2 separate regions of the Anser cygnoides genome follow, and region 2 is linked to region 1. A link is a contact called in public Hi-C data. All regions are on one chromosome and are shown on one strand. The core of a region is the stretch at or near the end of the contact, and the rest is flanking DNA. Distances in the headings are between cores, read along the strand shown. Region 1 holds the start of CDKN1B (cyclin dependent kinase inhibitor 1B). Region 2 holds the start of DUSP16 (dual specificity phosphatase 16).

Region 1 (3,607 bases), core at 555-3,054:
TGAAATGGCACTTCCTGGCTGGTGCCTATGAAAATCAAAGAGAGGAAAGCCTGGAGAAAGGAAGAAGAAATCCTTCAAATAAAGCAGATGAATAGGCCTCACTTTGCCAGCTCATGCAGCTTTATCATAGAGTTGCAACTTCAAAAAAAAAAAGAAAACGAAAAAAAAGTCTAAGCTCCTGCAGACATGAGAATGTAAGTTTTAATTTTCTGTAAGTGGATTGCTAGATTTTGTGGTTGCTGAGAGAAGCTGGAAAACAACTTCTGAGTGCTAAAAATCCCGGCAAACAAACAAAAATAACATGGCTAATATTTTATTTCAACCTTGTGGTTTTAAAACCCATCTCATTTTTATTCTTCTTTTTTGGCTGCGCACATCATTGTTGGAACCGGGGACTGGCCGTACTGAGATCGCTTGGGCGAGGGGGCTGAGCAAGGGCCAGGGGCCTCTGCCTCGGGGCTGATGGAGGCAAGCAGAGTGCTGAGGCCTGGTTTTGAGTGTTGTGAGCTGGTTTTGTTCCCTTTACAATATTTGCGGAGTTAGCTCACTGGCTGGCAAAAGCGACTGCATTGTAGGTTTGGGTGGCCCATCGCAACTGCAGACCCCAACCCAGACGGTGTGTGTGTGTGTCTGGTGTGTGTGAGCACAGCACGGGGCAGAAGCTCACTATCTTCAAGGCCACACCAGTTGACTCTTCTTTCAGCCAGTTGAACCTGGTTGTGCTGGCCCTGGCTCGCTGAGGTAGCTTGCTGCTGGTGCAGCCCCCCAGAACCAGTATCCCAAGGTGGTTGTGTCTGATCTTGCCAGATGGCCTGGCGTGAAGGGTCTCCAGTCCTCCTAGCCACCTGGGCCCTGGGAAAAGCCCAAACCTCCAGCACCTGCAAGCAGCCCCAGTGTCCTGCAACGTGCTGAGGGGGCTGCCCTGCCCGCCGAGGGAAGGTGGCAGTGGGAAGGGGCTACAGCCAAGGATGGGATGGAGGAGGATGCTGCGTTGCTCTTATCTCCAGCGTATCTGCTGCAGCTATCCGAGGAAGCAGCTCAGAAAATCCCTGGCTGCGATTCTTGGCTCGCCTAATCTTCAGAGCACACAAACAGGGCTAAAACGAAGGCTTTCATTTCCTTCCCTCTGCTCGCCAAGGTCTGAAATCCCTGAGGAGGCTTTCTAGGGCCATTTCCACACCTTAATGGTCCTTCCTCTGCCAGGCAGACAGCAAGAGGCGATCCCTCCCTCGCTCCTGGTGGCCGGGGTCCGTGATGGGACAGGGGTCCCGGGAGGTCCTGCTGCTGTCTGTGATGGGACGGGGGTCCCGGGGTGTCCCGGGTCCCGCTCCCGTCTGGGGGCTGCCCTGAACTCCTGACGGGGGGGGGGCGGGGGGTGGGGTGGGGGGGCCGTGGCAAAGCAAAGCTCCGAGCGCTCTGGAGACCGAGCCAAAACGTAGCTAGCTGCCACCATTACTCCAGGCCCAGCGGCCGAGCAACAGCATTTTTCTTTCTTTTTTTTTTTTTGGGTGGGGGGCACAAGTTTCGCCGGGCCTGGGCTTTGCGGGAGGACAGCGGGCTGGGCTGGGCTGGGCTGGGCTGGGCTGCGGTGCACGGAGCCGTGCCGTGCCGGCGGCCTCCATCGCTCCGGCTTCTCCCCGCCCCGCCGAGGGGAGGCAGCGGAGCCGGGGCCACCTTTAGGGCCGGCGGCGGCGGCGAGGTAGGGCCGCGCCGACGGGGCGGTGCCCGGCGCCCTAACCAATGGCTCGGCTCCACTGTTTAAATAGACTCGTCCTGTCAATCATTTTCTCCTTCGTCAACCTCCCTTCAATCGCCATATTGGGCAACCGAGAAAAGGGCTCGTCTCGCCCGGGTTTTTTTTCCCCCCCTCTCGCCCTTTTTTACTACGCGGCCGCGGGGAGAGCGGCGGGGCCGGGCGGCCGTCGGGGGGACAGCGCGGAGCCAGGGCCGCGGAGGGAGGGAGGGACGGACGGAAGGAAGGGAGGGAGGGAGGGAGGGAGGGAGGGCAGCGGCACTCCCTGCCCGCCTGCCTGCTGCACGCTCCCTGCGCGCCCCCTGCGCGCTCCCCGCCCGCCTGCGCGCTCCCCCGCGCGGCTCTCGACCCGCCCGGGCTCCTCGACGGCGGCCGTCGGGGCTGCGGCGCCTGGGGCAGAGCCTCTCCGCCGCTCCTGCGAGGGCGAGCGGGGCGGCGCGGAGAGAGGAGGAGAAGCTGCGAGCGCCGAGAGGTGAAAGGCGGAGAGCAGGAGGAGGAGAAGGAGGAGGAGGAAGGGGGTGCAGCGAGAAAAACAAGCGCCGCCAGAAGAAAGAGGCCGGGGGGAGATGTCAAACGTACGCATTTCTAATGGGAGCCCTACCCTGGAGCGCATGGAAGCCCGGCAGTCGGAGTACCCGAAGCCGTCAGCCTGCAGGAACCTCTTCGGGCCGGTGAACCACGAAGAGTTAAACAGGGACTTGAAGAAGCACCGCAAGGAGATGGAGGAGGCATGCCAGAGGAAGTGGAATTTCGATTTCCAGAATCACAAGCCGCTGGAAGGCAGGTACGAGTGGCAAGCCGTGGAGAAGGGGAGCTCGCCCGAATTCTACTTCAGACCCCCGAGGCTACTCAAAGCTGTCTGCAAGTCCGCCGGCCACCAGAGCCTGGATGTAAACGGGAATTGCCAAACCGTGATTTTTGTCGGTTCTCAGGGAATCTCAGAGCACACTCACTGTGTAGATCAAAAGACTGCTCTTTCTGAAAAGCAGACGGACTTTGCAGAGCAGTGCACTGGGCAGAGGAAAAGACCTGCCACCGACGGTAACGTACCCTTTGGGGCGCTTTTACTTGCGTGCCCTGCCGGTGTCAGCGCCACGCGTGGCCCCACCGCGGGGGGGCTGCGCCCCGCTGGATGCCGGCCCGGGCCCCCCCGCCTCCCGACGCCTCCAAAAGCCCAGGCGCTGTTTGCAGCCCCGGGCTGTGTTTTTTGTTTTGGGGGGGTTGGTGGTGTCCCACGATAGGTGGGAGCCGGCGGCTGGTTTGCGAGCGAAAGCCCCTCCATGGTAATAACGCCCCGTGCCCCCTGGCCGCCCCTCTGTGGGCACGGGGCGAGGAGAGGGGAAGGGGTGGGAGATCGCAGCACCTACGGGAAGCACGGACAGGGATTGGGACAGACCCAGGAAACTCTTGTCCCTTACCTAGAGGAGCACCCCTTCCTCCCCCCCCCCCCCCCCCCCCCCGGCCTCTCCCCCTAACGCAGCCCAATGTTGGCGTCAGGCTGCGGAGATGTGCGGGAGTGACCCCCCTGCCCATCCAGCCCCCCCCCCCCCCTCCTTCCCCCCCCGCCCCTGGCTAGCGAGCAAACATCTAGCAGGAAAATATTTTAATATCAGTGTTCCCCCCTTCCCATCATTCCCCCCTCCGTTTTTAATTTTCCCCTCCTAGATTCCTCTCCTCAAAATAAAAGAGCCAACACAACAGAAGAAGAGGTTTCAGAAGACTCCCCTAGTGCCAGTTCAGTGGAGCAAACACCCAAGAAATCGAGCCCGAGAAGACATCAAACGTAAACCATTTAGGTAGGTTCCCTTTATGGTCTCGGTGTTAGGATGAGGCTGAGGAAAGGAAGGGGTGAGC
Region 2 (3,607 bases), core at 768-3,267, 170 kb before region 1:
CTCAAAACACAAGAGTCTAAACCAACCCCTGTTTGGTCATTTGTGACTTCGTAAGTTCTGTATCTACCAAACCACATGCTGCCAGGAATAGCACAGATCTTAAAGTTAGGAATACAAAATCGTTTGGGGGTTTCGGATTTTTTTTAAGGTCATTGAAAGAACCCCCAAAACACATTCCTGCAAGGAGAAACAGTTAAAACTGATTTTAGCTTTAAAAAGGTGCTATTTATTCTATTTATTCTGCTGGGTATACACAGAATGTTTGAACAAAAAAAGTTAGTCATAGCTCAGACAATACAGCTTACTATGACTACACCCTTCACTTATAGGAAAACCAAAAGATCGATTTCTGTTTCAACCAACTGAAACAGCAGAAGAATAAAATAACTTCTCCTTGGTTTTGTTTTCTAAAAGACACCTTTCCATCTGACATGTAAGAAAATGGTTTGGGCCGCTGAAAAATCCTGCCACTGACCAGGCTTTGCAACAGGCACATCCCATACACCTTGTTCTGCACACACTGTGTGTGCTGAGCTCATCATCCCTCCCTGTGGCTTCTAGGGGGGAAAAAAAAATAAAATAAAGGCAGATGAGGGGATCTGTCAGGCTGCGTACCAGCACAAGCCATGGAGTTACAAGTTTACGTGATCACACTGTCAGGTTAACAATTTGCAGCTTGCTTCACCCTTAGACTCCACAGCAGCCTCCATTTTGTCAGCTGCCTCAATTTAAATGTTTCCCAAGCCCAGCTTAGCACTTCAGGTTTCTTCGGGAGTCCTTCGGGGCTTTAAAGCATCCTCGGCTGCTGGCGGCGGTGCAAGGCAGACTGGACGCCGGTGCGTTTGCCCAGCTCAGAAACACGGCCGCACATATCCAGCCTCATCCACACATCCCCAGCCACCCTCCCAAGGTAATTTCGGCGCACGGCGAGAAAGCCGGGGGTCTGCCCCGTATCCCTGCCTGCCCTTCTCCCCTCCCCGGGGCAGCCCCTCGCCCCTCGTCCCCTCCTCTGCGCCACGGGGCAGGTGGACGCGCCCCTTCCCGCGGGGTCCCGGCCGGCCCCGATGTTGGTGAAGCTGGGCTGCGGCAGGCCGGTGCCCCCCTGTCCCCCTCAGCTCCCTCTCCTTACCATCGGCGGGGACAGGAGGAGGAGGAGGCCGGAGCCTGCCCGTGCGGGGCACCGACCTGCCCGCGGCTGGCGCTCTCCTTCGGAGGTGAGGGGGCGGTGAAGAAGGGCATGGGAGAGGAGGGCAGGCAGCGGGAACCCTCCCTCACCTCCCTCCTCCTCCTCCTCCTGGCCCTGCCCCCCAACCCCCCCTGCCCCGCGGGGCTGCCCCGGGCCGGGGGTTCCGGCGGCGACCCTTGCGCTCCTCCCGGCACTTACTGTCGCACCCCCCGTCTGTGTCTGTCTGTCTGTCTGCCTCGGGTCTGTCCCCGCGGCGGGGATAAAAGTTGCCACCAGCCTCTCTCTCTCTCTCCGTTGCCGCCAGAAAGCAACTTTTTGTCTCCTTCCAGCCGCTGGGAAAGCGCCTCTTTCGCCTTCTTCGAGTCAAAAATAACAGCAATTTAAAAGGAAAAAAAAAAAAAACGCTACTCTGATCTTTTTAAGAGGGGGAAGCATGAAGGCTGAGGGAAGAGGAGAAGGAAAAGGAAACATTTGGAGCTTTTTTTTCTCGTCTTCTCCCCCCCCCTTCCCCCCCCCCCCCCAAGATGGCTTGAGAGAATTAAAAAGGGACAGCTGGGGGGGGGGGGGTTGGAGATCGGGAGGGGAAGAAAGTTTGGGGTTGGTGGTGAGGTTTGGTTTGGTTTTGTTTTGTTTTTTAATTTTTTTTAAGCCTCCTGTTCCTGAAAGGAACCAAACAATTCCTAATAAATGGGTAGAGCAAACAGACCCGAGGAGGAGGAGGAGGGAGAGAGAGAAAAGAGTTTTGCTGGTCAGTAAACTTCAAGCTGCTGGGATGAGGTCATTGGTGTAAAAATAAAGCGATGGCGTCATTTGAAACCAATCCCAGTGAATGAACTCAGCCGGGAGGGGGGGACAGGGAGCCGGAGGAAGGGGGAGACAAGCCCCGGGAGGCGGTCCGCCAGCCACGGCCCAGCACACCCGGTCCCGGGCCGGGCCGGGGTAGCTCCGGCTGCCGTGCTGTCACCGGGCCGGTGGCTTGGGGGCGGAGGCCTGGACACGCGTCCGCTGCCCCCGGCCTCCCGGCCGAGCTGCGGGGCCGGCCCCTAGGAGGAGCCGAGGCCGCCGAACGATTCAAACGGGCTGCCGCCGCCTGCCCGTCCACCCGGGGCCCGGCCCGGCCCGCCCCGATGGGCCGGCGGGGACGGGGCAGGCGCCGCGATCACCGGCACCGGCTGCGGTCCCTTCCCTCACAGCCCGGGCCGGGCCCCGTGGTCGCCGGGACGGGGAGAGAGGGACGGCGAGAGAGGGACGGCTTCGTCCCCCTGTGTCCCCAGCCCCAGGGGTGCCGTGGGCCTGCTCCCGGGCCGGGCCCGGGCCCGCGGCAGAGCTCCGTGGCAAGTTGAGGGCTATCACCCCTGTTAGATTAAAAACAGTACTGTAAGACCAACAACGTGAGGAAAATAAAAGTGAAATCTAAACATTTAGACACGCAGAAACATAATTACTTTGTCTAAGGCATTTTTCATTCTGGCTAGTACTGGTTTTAACTAACATGCTGCACTTGTGCCATTCAGGGATTTGATGTGTGGTCCCAGTCTTAGGTAAGTATTCTTCTGCAGATGTTCCCCCACTTGGGGGAAGGAGAAATAACCAAAATCATTGCAATCACCTGCCAGTTCTGCTGGGGGCACAAGACATCTTACATGTCAGAATTCAGACTCTGGTCAGTCTTCTCTGCTGGCCTTTGAGTCCCTGGGCCCCATACCCTTAGAAGACATCAGGATAAACAGGATTAACCCTATAGGTCCTTACACTCTGGTGGTCATCTGTTCAAACAAAGCACCTTTGGAAAGGTGTACGCTTATCACTCACGAAAAAACATGTTGTGTGATTGGTATTTTGGGAAGCAGGCTACTCTACAGAAATAATGCAGTGGTGGTCTCAAAACTGGTCTCTGTCAGGCACAATTGGCCAAGAACCACCTTGACAAAGAACTTATTATTAAGAAGCTATGCATGAACTGCCTCAAGAAGAGTTCTTGCTAGCACTCATACCAAACAGCGGTGTCCTCTCCAAGAGAGTGAAAAATGCATGGAAGAGAGAGAAGTCAGTCCCAAGACAGAGTCCCAGTCTCTGTAAGACACTGACCAAAGAAAGAGCAAGAGCTGTGCAGACATTGTGGTAAGGCATAGGTGCATTTACTGTTTTGCACATGTGTATCTTATAGAGCTAAAGAGCAGTTTTGCTTTTTGCCTCAAGTAACCAGTGGCCCCAAAGATACTTTGTGCAGCCCCCAAAATGCCCACAGTATGGAAAGTGTGCACAGTTGGCTAGTGGTTAATGGGTCTACAAGTGACCCATTTCTACAAAGGAGAGCAAAGAGCGTGCCAGAGAAACTCAAGGCCAAAGCCAATGCCCCAGCTCATTCATACCAGAGAAGTGCAAGAACAAATAGTTCCAGCAAGATTATCCTCACAAATA

What was found. Hi-C and Micro-C count contacts between places; a contact is called where the count stands out from the background.
Region 2: a Hi-C map of liver shows a contact between it and region 1, with 2.1 times the contacts expected there. The contact joins the promoter of DUSP16 here to the promoter of CDKN1B in region 1. A contact is called at or near these places in 3 of 7 Hi-C or Micro-C datasets (granulosa cells and liver).

Annotation. Positions count from the first base shown.
Region 1 is chr1:71,914,573-71,918,179 of Taihu_goose_T2T_genome, reverse strand. It overlaps CDKN1B (cyclin dependent kinase inhibitor 1B), which reads left to right and starts at 1,804. Exons shown (of 3, transcript XM_066999806.1): 1 at 1,804-2,794; 2 at 3,419-3,549. The coding sequence starts at 2,320. The coding sequence ends at 3,540. LOC106030870 (a long non-coding RNA gene) reads left to right here. Exons shown (of 5, transcript XR_010832502.1): 5 at 1-1,333.
Region 2 is chr1:72,082,814-72,086,420 of Taihu_goose_T2T_genome, reverse strand. It overlaps DUSP16 (dual specificity phosphatase 16), which reads right to left and starts at 2,017. Exons shown (of 8, transcript XM_048053636.2): 1 at 1,385-2,017.